Regions from separate parts of the Mus musculus genome. Here region 2 is linked to region 1. The links are chromatin contacts, called in public Hi-C maps. All regions are on one chromosome and are shown on one strand. Each heading gives the region's core, a stretch centred on a gene start, on an enhancer-like site or on the middle of the called end of the contact. The rest is flanking DNA. Distances are from core to core; before and after follow the strand shown.

The links. Hi-C and Micro-C count contacts between places; a contact is called where the count stands out from the background.
Region 2: a Hi-C map of bone marrow-derived macrophages shows a contact between it and region 1, with 2.3 times the contacts expected there. The contact joins two enhancer-like sites. A contact is called at or near these places in 4 of 39 promoter capture datasets (cranial neural crest, hippocampal neurons, maxillary cranial neural crest and 1 more), 7 of 484 Hi-C or Micro-C datasets (bone marrow-derived macrophages, cortical neurons, nephron progenitors and 2 more) and 3 of 9 other capture datasets (adipose tissue, liver and pancreatic islet).

What each region holds. Positions count from the first base shown.
Region 1 is chr13:100,150,399-100,155,079 of GRCm38.p6, forward strand. Naip2 (NLR family, apoptosis inhibitory protein 2) reads right to left here. Exons shown (of 16, transcript NM_001126182.2): 12 at 4,457-4,624; 13 at 2,096-2,248; 14 at 1,672-1,758. It also overlaps the pseudogene Gm18413. Among named protein-coding and RNA genes, the nearest start is that of Smn1, 28 kb to the left of the region's middle. Within about 2 kb of position 2,478, at least 47 of the 459 cell types and tissues checked have an H3K27ac peak or open chromatin away from gene starts, as enhancers often do. A contact at or near this core is called in bone marrow-derived macrophages, where this site is marked.
Region 2 is chr13:100,640,791-100,645,858 of GRCm38.p6, forward strand. It overlaps Rad17 (RAD17 checkpoint clamp loader component), which reads right to left. Exons shown (of 17, transcript NM_001044371.2): 3 at 4,201-4,455; 4 at 2,730-2,813. Among named protein-coding and RNA genes, the nearest start is that of Rad17, 7.7 kb to the right of the region's middle. Within about 2 kb of position 1,946, at least 45 of the 459 cell types and tissues checked have an H3K27ac peak or open chromatin away from gene starts, as enhancers often do. A contact at or near this core is called in bone marrow-derived macrophages, where this site is marked.

The DNA.
Region 1 (4,681 bases), core at 1,228-3,727:
AACCCTGGTATTTGTTACTAGTAAAGTGCTTTCTGGTCTTTTCTGTGACTGTCCCGAGAGACGCCTGTGTATGCAAATCTAGATTTCTATATATGTGTATACATTTTATGGATGTTTATGGAATAGCAAACAATGAATTTTCACCAATATTTCCAATTTTTTGGTTCTTTCCTTTCTTGCTGACATTTGCAAAGCAATTTAACTTACATATGTACATAGTGTGTATGTGTGTGTTTCTGTTTGCATGTGTTTGTGTGTGTATGTGTGTGTTGGCATATGTGTAGCATGGTATGGATTTAGGAGTTTAGAGATCAAAGGATGGCTTTTGGAAGTGGGCTCTTTCTCCTCCCATCATATGGGTACTAGAGATCCAACTCAGGTCATCAGCCTTGGTGCCAGGCCTCTTACTTGCTGAGCTGTCTCCCAGTCCTTTTTCCTGACAAATTTATTTACAATTTTGGCAGACCTCTATGAAGAAAATCCTCAACTTCACTTTGTGACAGTATATATGCAGTCATTTTTTTTAAAAAGAAAAAAATCATTCACTTCATTAAGGATTCATTCCAAGCTAGGGCACAGGAGGCCAAAGAATTGCTTCCTTATGTCTGAGACAGATCAGCCTTCTGCTTCAGTATTTGTAATTTTCTTTTCCAGCAGCAGGGAAACTTGACTTTCTTATAGTCAGGATGCATTTTTACATAGTGAACCTGAGTCACGTGTCAGTGGCCTTCTTAGGAGCTGATGTTGTCTTTGGTGCTTTACCATCATCTCCAAAGCCATAGCAAAGCCACCCAGTTGTTGTCTCCACAGAAAGGAAGAAAAAGGAGGGGGACCCAGCCTCTCCCATGTACACAAAAGTCTGGGAACTACTGTGAAGACAGCTCTGTACCCAATACCTCCACTATCTCCTTTTCCCCTGCTAGTGTCTCCCATATACAAAATCATTGTGTTCAATACTGTCTATAAGATTATTTTTCTTAAAATAAATAGAAGTCTTTATATGTATTCTGAAACCTTTGAAACAAAAGGATATACCATTTTTAGAGTGGAAGCCCAACAACAAAGCTACACAGTGCGACCATGACCAGTTTCTATGCTAAGATGTCAGCAAGTATGAGAATACTACATTTAATGATGTAAGGATGTGTGGGACCAATGGCTTCTGGAGGTGAGACTGAGCATCAATATGATGTTCCAAAGCCCAGCATGGCTGGTGCATAACCCTTGCTGGGCATCAGCACATTTCACCAACCACAGGTTCAAGTTTTAACAATTCTGTGTGTACTAAACATGTACAGGCATTTCTTCCTCATTATTCTCAGAAGAACACAATGTAACACATTTAAAAACAAAAACAAAACAAAACATGGAATTGGGCATTGTAGGCAAAGGAGAGATGATTTAAAGTGTATACGGGATGTGTGGGGTCAGCGGCAAACTTTACTGCAACATTTTATATCATAAAGGATCCTCTACTGTTTATAGCAGCAGCACGTCCTGGACCCAACTGTCATAACTTGCTTTGTTGTAGGTTCCCAGGAGGAGGAGAGGGGAAGGGAGGAGGAAAGGAATAGAAAGAAGAGAAGGAGGAGGAGGGGAAGGAGGAGGGGGAGGTGGGGAGGGGAGGGAGAGGGGGAGAAGAAGATCAGAAATACTGTTTTATAAGCTTACCAAACTTTTCTGATGTTTCTTTATCTGGGAATTGTTGGTCTCTAAGATTCAATATCTTCAGAAAAACAAAATTTGGCAAAATGTTGACTAGGAAAGGGAAAATAAAATTGAGTTAGGTCAGATACATTCCTATGACACAGAGAACTTAAAAAATGGTGAAACATGCTATAGTATTCAGACTGAATCACTATGACTAAGTAGAAGACACAACTCTGCAAATGAAATATTTAAACTGTTGTTTATGTTTAAACTGTAGTTTATGTTTAAACTGTCATTTATTAACTGTAGTTCATTCACTCTTATGAGAGCCTCGCTGAGAATCAGGTTTTCTCACAGATCCCATGACATCAGTGACACTTAGTTCTCAAGTATTTAATGACTCTGTGGACAGGAGCATCTGAGGTCAAGGCTGTACAGTTCTTACCAAAGGTCATGGCTTCAAAGCATCGTCCAGAAAACTCAATCTCTCTGAGTTTCTTGCAGGAAGCAAGCACAGTCATGAGAGGCTCACAATTCGAAAGGAAATTACACTTCAGATGGAAAACATGGAGATTTGGAGAGTTCTGAATCAACTTAACTGGAAAAGATGAAAGATGTTCAGAAATTAGATAAGACCACAAATTCCTGTCAAAGTTGAACCCCCAGTCCATGAGTTGCAGCCACACTCATTAAACAGGCAGTGATTCAGTATCTAGATTTCAGACTACCCTGGGTTTCTACACTGCAACTGGCTAGTGAGCAGACGACTGGGGAGAAGTTCCTGATACTCTCTGAATCAGGTTTCTGTTCCTGTATTTCACCTTCAGTGTCAGCATTGCAACATGCCTGTGTTTGCACACTTCACTTATGCAATAAGAACTCTCTACAGAGTAACATCAAATGGAGAACAATTCTGAAACACAACTTAAAATGTTTTTAAATTAAGTTATCTATTTGCTGAGTGTGTGTGTGTGTGTGTGTGTGTGTGTGTGTGTGTGTGTGTGCAAGAGCACAAAAGCACCATAATATATATGTGGCTATCAGAGGACAGCTTTGGGGGAAATCTGTTTATCTCTTTTATCTTCTTGCCTTGTGATCCCACAGATCCAACCTAAGTTATTAGCCTTGGCAGCAAGCATCCATGAGCAATCTTCTTGGTCAGAAAATTTTTGATTGGTTGGTTAGTTTTTGTTTCTGTAGGCCATGAAAGTGTGGAAATCACATAGTTAGGCTGGTTTAAAGTTGTGACAGACAGTCCTTCTCAGGTATCCACCATGGCCCATGCTAGAGACTTTTGGTATGCAAATATGCCATGTCAGTCCCCAGTTTGTATTTCTTCAGTGTTCAGTGTTTTAAAAATTAGAATCTGATGGTATTTTAATCATTTTGCTAAATGACATGACCTAGAAAGATGGCTACACAGCTGTCTGGCAGCAGGAGGCTGGGATGGAGAGAAATGGAGAAAAGGTCAAGGCTGCTCCCAGTCAGATTCCTTCTCCCTGAGCGATCAGATCTTTACGTGGGACTAAAACAGCAGCACAAGAAGAGAACTCCTCACACTGCTGTGGAGAGGAAGGGATAGGAGTGGACAGCTCAAGTTGTAGAGTCAGATCTTCTGTTTGAAGATACACTTTCATTGCCTGATAACCTGAGCAGTCGATGACCTCAGTTCCCCCAGTAGACAGTCAACAATCATCATTATGCCTTCTCTCACACAGTGGGTATGAGGAGTGAACTAGTATCTGTGAAGTGCTCAGAACAGTTCCTGACACGTTAGAGACTCGGGTTAGAAATAAATCTCTGCCAGTCCTGTCCTCAGGCTCCATACTGTACTCGTGTGCCAGGGGCACAGTTGGGGAGTGCAGGCATCAGTGTTTCTTTCCCTGTAGCTGCAGGATAAGAACTTCAACATAATGTGGAGGGAGGCCCTGAGATCCTTCAGGAGTCATGTACACATTCGAGTCTATGAAGGAGCCAAAGTAACATTCCAGCTTTTTCTGGATCCTCCAGAACTCATCCTTAAATCTCTGTGGTTGGTGAAACTGAATCGTTGCCCTCTTCTGATCAAATTCTTTTCTCAGCTGAAAAAAAAACCCTGTGCTTTCCATCCTTACATAAACCTTCGTCTTCCCACGGATGCACCAGCAGACATTCAAGCTTCTTTCATAGGATAGCCCTTGGTTGCAGAAACTCTTTAGATCTGAGAGGCTGAACAGAGACTGGTAATATGGGGCCAGTGAAGGATCATCCCTCTGAATGAGAAGGGGCTTTTGTTCCCAGAATTCCTTGAAAAAAAAAACTCTCCACTTTGATGAGTGAGATTAAACTTTCAAGGAAACTACTGGGGCTGTCAAAGTTTAATGCAGAAATCGTATCAGGCAGCTCCTCCTTCACCTGCTTGTGAGGAACAGAATCTTCTTCGTTCTCATCCCCTGTGGGCTTCACTTTCTCTGGCATTGTTCACAAGTAGGGAGGAAATGCTGTTTCATGTTGTCTGAAAGTTGACTTGGCTACAGCATGGAGGGGTGGGACAGCGTTATACCTGGTTTTGCTTATTTGTAGTTGTTTAAAATGGGAGTAACACTTAATTGTCTGTCACTGAGTTAGAAAAAGAAAAGAAAAAAAGAAAGAAATCTCTGCCTTCCTGATGATTAAGAGCACTGGTCCCACCCTTTCCCATGGACACAGTTCATGCTGTCAGGCCCAGGGAAGTTTTGATTAATGATGATTTAATGGTTCTAACAATTACTAGCCAACTAGCTTTTCCAGCTGAGATGTGAACTGGAGATCAAGCACCATCCCTTACCTAGTTTGGAGAGGTCAGACTCCGTGGAGGTTCTGATGGATAACTTCTCCATGTGATGGAGGTTTGGGAACTCTCCAGGAAGGACTGAGAGCACATCCGGCTTGCTATCTAGTCTCACACACAGTTCTTTCAGGCCCAGGAACTTGTGCAAGTTATGGAAGAGCTGATCTGGAAGGCAGCACAGAGTTCCCATCACTCAAGAGCCCCAAGTGCAAGTTCTCAAGG
Region 2 (5,068 bases), core at 696-3,195, 490 kb after region 1:
TGTGAGAGGGTCATGCCCCACGGGTTGGACCATTGTAATAGATGGAACACAGAGGAAAGAGTCCAGGAAGAAATTTCAGGGTCCTCTAATTAGACACCCCAAGTCTGGAGGATTAACTACGATCACCCAGAAAGGTGTGCAAGGCAAACCAGAAGCTCTCCAGATGACAACTGTCTTAGGGTTTTTACTGCTGTGATAAAACACCATTAACACATAATTTAGGGAGAAATGGTTTACTTTCACTTACAATACTCAAGCCACACTGCGATACTGAGAGAACTCAGGGCAGGAACCCGGGAGGCAGGGGCTAATGCAGAGGCCATGGAGGAGTGCTGCTTACTGGTTTCTCCTCTTGGCTTGCTGAGATTAAAGGCGTGCGCCACCACACCCGGCCATTTACTTTCTAATACATAATATAAAGCATCCATCAAGGCACAGACTCATAAAGAAGTGTTCTATCTGAACTAATCAAGCCTACACCTGGCTACTCAGGAGACCCAAGTGAGAATGTTTACGCCCAGGAGTTTGAGTCTAGCCTGGGTAATAGAGTGAGATCATCTCTCAAAGAGGAAAAGAAAAGTTTTGGAAAATACAAATACAGGACACACTGTCAGAGAAAACAAGCCACCATACACAAATCCAAGTATGAGGCTCTTGCTGTCAACAGGCCTGTTTTCTTCAACTAAGTCAATGTCTTTTTTATTTATTTATTTATTTATTTATTTATTTATTTATTTTTTGTATGAGTACATTGTAGCTCTCTTCAAACACACCAGAAGAGGACATCAGATTCCATTACAGATGGTTATGAGCCACCATGTGGTTGCTGGGAATTGAACTCAGGACCTCTAGGAAGAGCAGTCAGTGCTCTTAACCTCTGAGCCATCTCCAGCCCATAAGCCAATGTCTTATACTAAGAGAAAAACTAAAAGACACAGACTGTTACAAGATTAAGAAAAGGAAATGAAGACTAAGAGACACAGCAATCAAACGTAATGCCTGATTCTTGTTTAGGTTCTAGCTGAAACATACCAGCCGCAGAAAGCATTTTGAGGACAGGTAACACTGTACACTGTAATTTTTTAAAAGGAGAATATGGTGTATATATAATAAATTAGGAATAAAAGTTTAAAGTGAGGCCCAGAGCACTCAAAAAAATAAATTAAAAAAAAAAAAAAGGTTACAATCTCAAGTCTGGCTGAAATATCAGAGTTTCTGTTGTTTTGAGACAGGGTTTCAACTATGTTAGTCATGGCTGGCCTTGAACTCAAGAGATTCCCCTTGACTGTGACTCCTGAGTTATTAAAGGAGTGCACTAACACACCTGGCTGAAATGTCAGGATTCTGTTTTACTTCAGGGATGTTATAGCAAGTATCAATACTTTCTCTTCTTTTCTTTTTTTCTTTTCTTTTTTTTTTTTTTTTTTTTTTTTCTTTTTTGGAGACAGGGTTTCTCCGTGTAGCCTTGATTGGCCTGGAACTTGCTCTGTAGACCAGGCTAGCCTTGAACTCATAGGGATCCCCTTGACTCTGCCTCATGACTGCTGAGATTAAAGATGTGTGCCACCACACCACCCAGAGTCAGTTTTAATTTAATATAAAGGACTTACAAAAAAAGGAGGGCTATATTGTGAAGATATGAATGGTTCTTTTTTCCTGTGTGTTTAAAGATTCTAAAGAGGGGAGGCTGGAGATGGCTCAGTGGTTAAGAGTGCTGTCTGCTCTTGCAGAGGTCACGAGTTCAATTCTCAGCAACCACATGGTGGCTCACAACAACCTGTAATTGGATCAGATGCCCTCTTCTGGTGTGTGTCAGGATGTTCATACAACATTAAATAAATCTTTAAAAAAAAAAAAAAGTTTCTAAAGAGGAAGAGAAAATAGTCTACCTTTAAAGGAGGGGCTAAGAGTAACTGTGGAGTAAGGAAGTGAAACAAAACATCAAGTTAACATTAATGAGGACTGTTTCCAGATATAGCTGGTTTTTTTTTTAAACCACTACTATGTAAACGGACTGCTTGCTTTACTGTGAAATAATGAGATATGCTAAAAACACTAGCACTCCATTGGCTTACTATATGCCTTAGGCTAAAGTTAGGACGTAAGGGGGAAAAGGGGACAAATAAGGGGGGAAACTTCAAGTCTTGGAGTGTTTTAAAACAAAGCAAACAACTACACTCATTTACTTACTCACTGTGAGGGAGCATGAGTGTGTCACAAGGTGATGTCAAGGACAGCTGTAGGAACTGATTCTGCCCTCTAATATGTGGTACCCAAGGAGTGAACGCAAGTTGTCCAACTCTCTGAACTGTCTCCTAGCCCCTCCAGGAGGCTTTAGAGAGGTTGGAAATAACAGAGCAGGAAGCTTTTGTTGAAGGTAATATGAAGATATATAAATAAAGTCATCATAAAAGATTAGCTTCCTGCCAGGCATGGTGGCTCATGTTTATAATCCCACAACTTAGATGAGGCAGAAGGAGCATCGTAAATTCAAAACCACCCTAGGGTGTACACAATCAGTTCCAGGGAAGCCTGGGCTATATAATGAGCATATCTTTAACCCCCATAGTCTGAAGACAGAAGCAGGCAGATCTCTTGATAGTTTGAGGCTATCCTGGACAGCCAGGGCTACAAAGTGATACTTTGTCTCAAAAAAGAAGAAAAATATGATTAACATCTTTTAAGTCAGAGAACAAATGATGCTAAATATTTTAAATGCATTTACTTACCTGTTTTGGCTTCACTTCTAAGACTTGAGCTTTTAACCAGGTTTCGACCTCTTCAATTTTCTTTTTATGAACAGCAAGTTCATGCTAAGATAAAAAATTGAGGTTAAAAATGTTTCAAAACATTTTTAGCCTATCAGCAGCTTTTAATATGAACATTTTAGTGAACAAAAAAAAAAGTTGCAAAACAGGTTGAAGAGATAGTTCAACAGTTAAACGCACTTACTGGTCTTCCAGAGGACCTGGCTGATTCCCTGTAACTACATGGTGATTCACAGCCAACTTTAACTCTAATTCCAGGGGATCTGATACTCTCTACCTCTGTGGGAACCAGCACACAAATGGTGTACATACATACATGCAGGCAAAATACTCACACACAAAAGAATAAATCTAAAAATGTTTGCAAAACAGTACTGTGCTATGTTATAATACAGCTTTTTGATTATACTTAAATTTTTACTTATTTATTTATATTTTATACCTTACTATGTTTTATGCTTATTAATTTGTTTTGAGGGGGCTGCCAACAACTTGTAGAAGTCTGTTCTCTCCTTCCACCATGTACCTGCCTGTACCCTTCTCAGCTACCTCATCAGCTCAAGTTTCTTATATTATTCTTCATTTTATATGAATGGGTGTTTTGCCCATATTTGTATGTCAATGTAATATGCCTGGTACACTCAGAGGGCATCAGATCCTCTGCAACTGTAGTTACAGATGGTGCTAAGCAATCCTGTGGGTGCTTAGAATGGCACCTGGGTCCTCTGGAAAAGCAGCCAGTGTTCTTAACTGCTGAGGCATCTCCCCAGCCCCTTAATTTTTATACTCTTATGGAAAAACCCTATTCTCATGCTGATGCACTGCTTATCTTGAAACTTCTAAACAACCCAGCGATAGATTTGGGGAGAAACGGAGAAGGTACCTACCACAATTGTAACCTCTAGTCTACGGCGAAATTACAGACAGAAGAGATGGGGCAACTACAGAGTAACTCGGTAGCTGCACAGCCTTTAAACATACAAAAAGTACAAAATGGTGTTTTCTTCTCTACTACATTTTTACTTATTTATTTTGTGGCTGGGTCTCTCTATATAGCCATGGCTCACCTGAAACTTGCTATGTAGACAATGCTGGCACTAAACTCACTCAGCCTGCTGAGTGATGGGATTAAATGTGTGGGTTACCCACCAAGATAAAAAGCTTCTTAAAAATAAAAATCTGGGCTAGGCAGTGGTGGCGCACACCTTTAGTCCCAACACTTGGGAGGCAGAGGCAGGTGGATTTCTAAGTTCAAGGCCAGCCTGGTCTACAGAGTGAGTTCCAGGACAGCCACGGCTATACAGAGAAACCCTGTCTCGAAAAAGAAAAAACAAAAAAAAATTTTTAAAAAATCTGAAAAAGTCTTCTTTATTATCCATGCTCATGCATCCTAACAATGTGCAGACATGTTTGTATGGTACCCAGCACATACCTGAGTTTCTGGTTTATATTTATCCACCCACGGCTCATTGTCGGACAGACGCTCTCTTGAAGTTTCTAGACCATGAGTCTGTTCTAAAGAGAGCCTTCCTCTTTTTCTAGCCGACAATCTGTTACTTTCTAATGTGGAGGGCAAATATTTTCTTCTGTGACTGGAGTTACTGAAAGTTAAAGATGACGCAGTGATGGTGGTGATGGCGGTGTTGGCCTCAAAGTCATCAAAGGCTGGAGCTACCCAGTCTGTCACCTGAGAAGAAATGAGACCACAATTACTACAGTTTTCACATCTAGTCACTCTGCAACTCAACTACTTTACAGCATGACTGCAATGCTTCAAGTTCTGCAAATTACCTAGGATTTCTGAAACAGGGCCACGCTCAAGCTGACCTGGCAGGCACTATGTCCTGAGGACTGCCTTAAGTTGCACCCGCTCCTATCTCAGCCTCCCGAGAACTAGCCTTATAGGCACGATGTTACCTCACTCAGCACTTTGATTCCTGCTTTCTTTTTGAGACAGTCTTGCTGTATCATCTATGATGGCCTAAAACTTGAGAACCTTCTGTCTCTACCTCTAAGTATAGGCAACAAATTAGTTCTTCAAATAGTTATATTTCTGTGAATTTCTAGTTAATTTTCTATTTTAGAATAAGTGTTAAATTTTTACATAATTGTACATTTAGTCATGGTAATGATGGATGCTACAAAACAAGAACAGAAACTTAATTCTTTTTATTAAGTAGTCTTTCCTGGGTAAAACAGAGGACTTTATTCTTTTTTGAAACAGTGTGTCACATATCCTAGGTTAGCCTTGCTTCTGCCTCCTGTTTCATACCTCAAATGCTGGAATTACAGGCATGCAC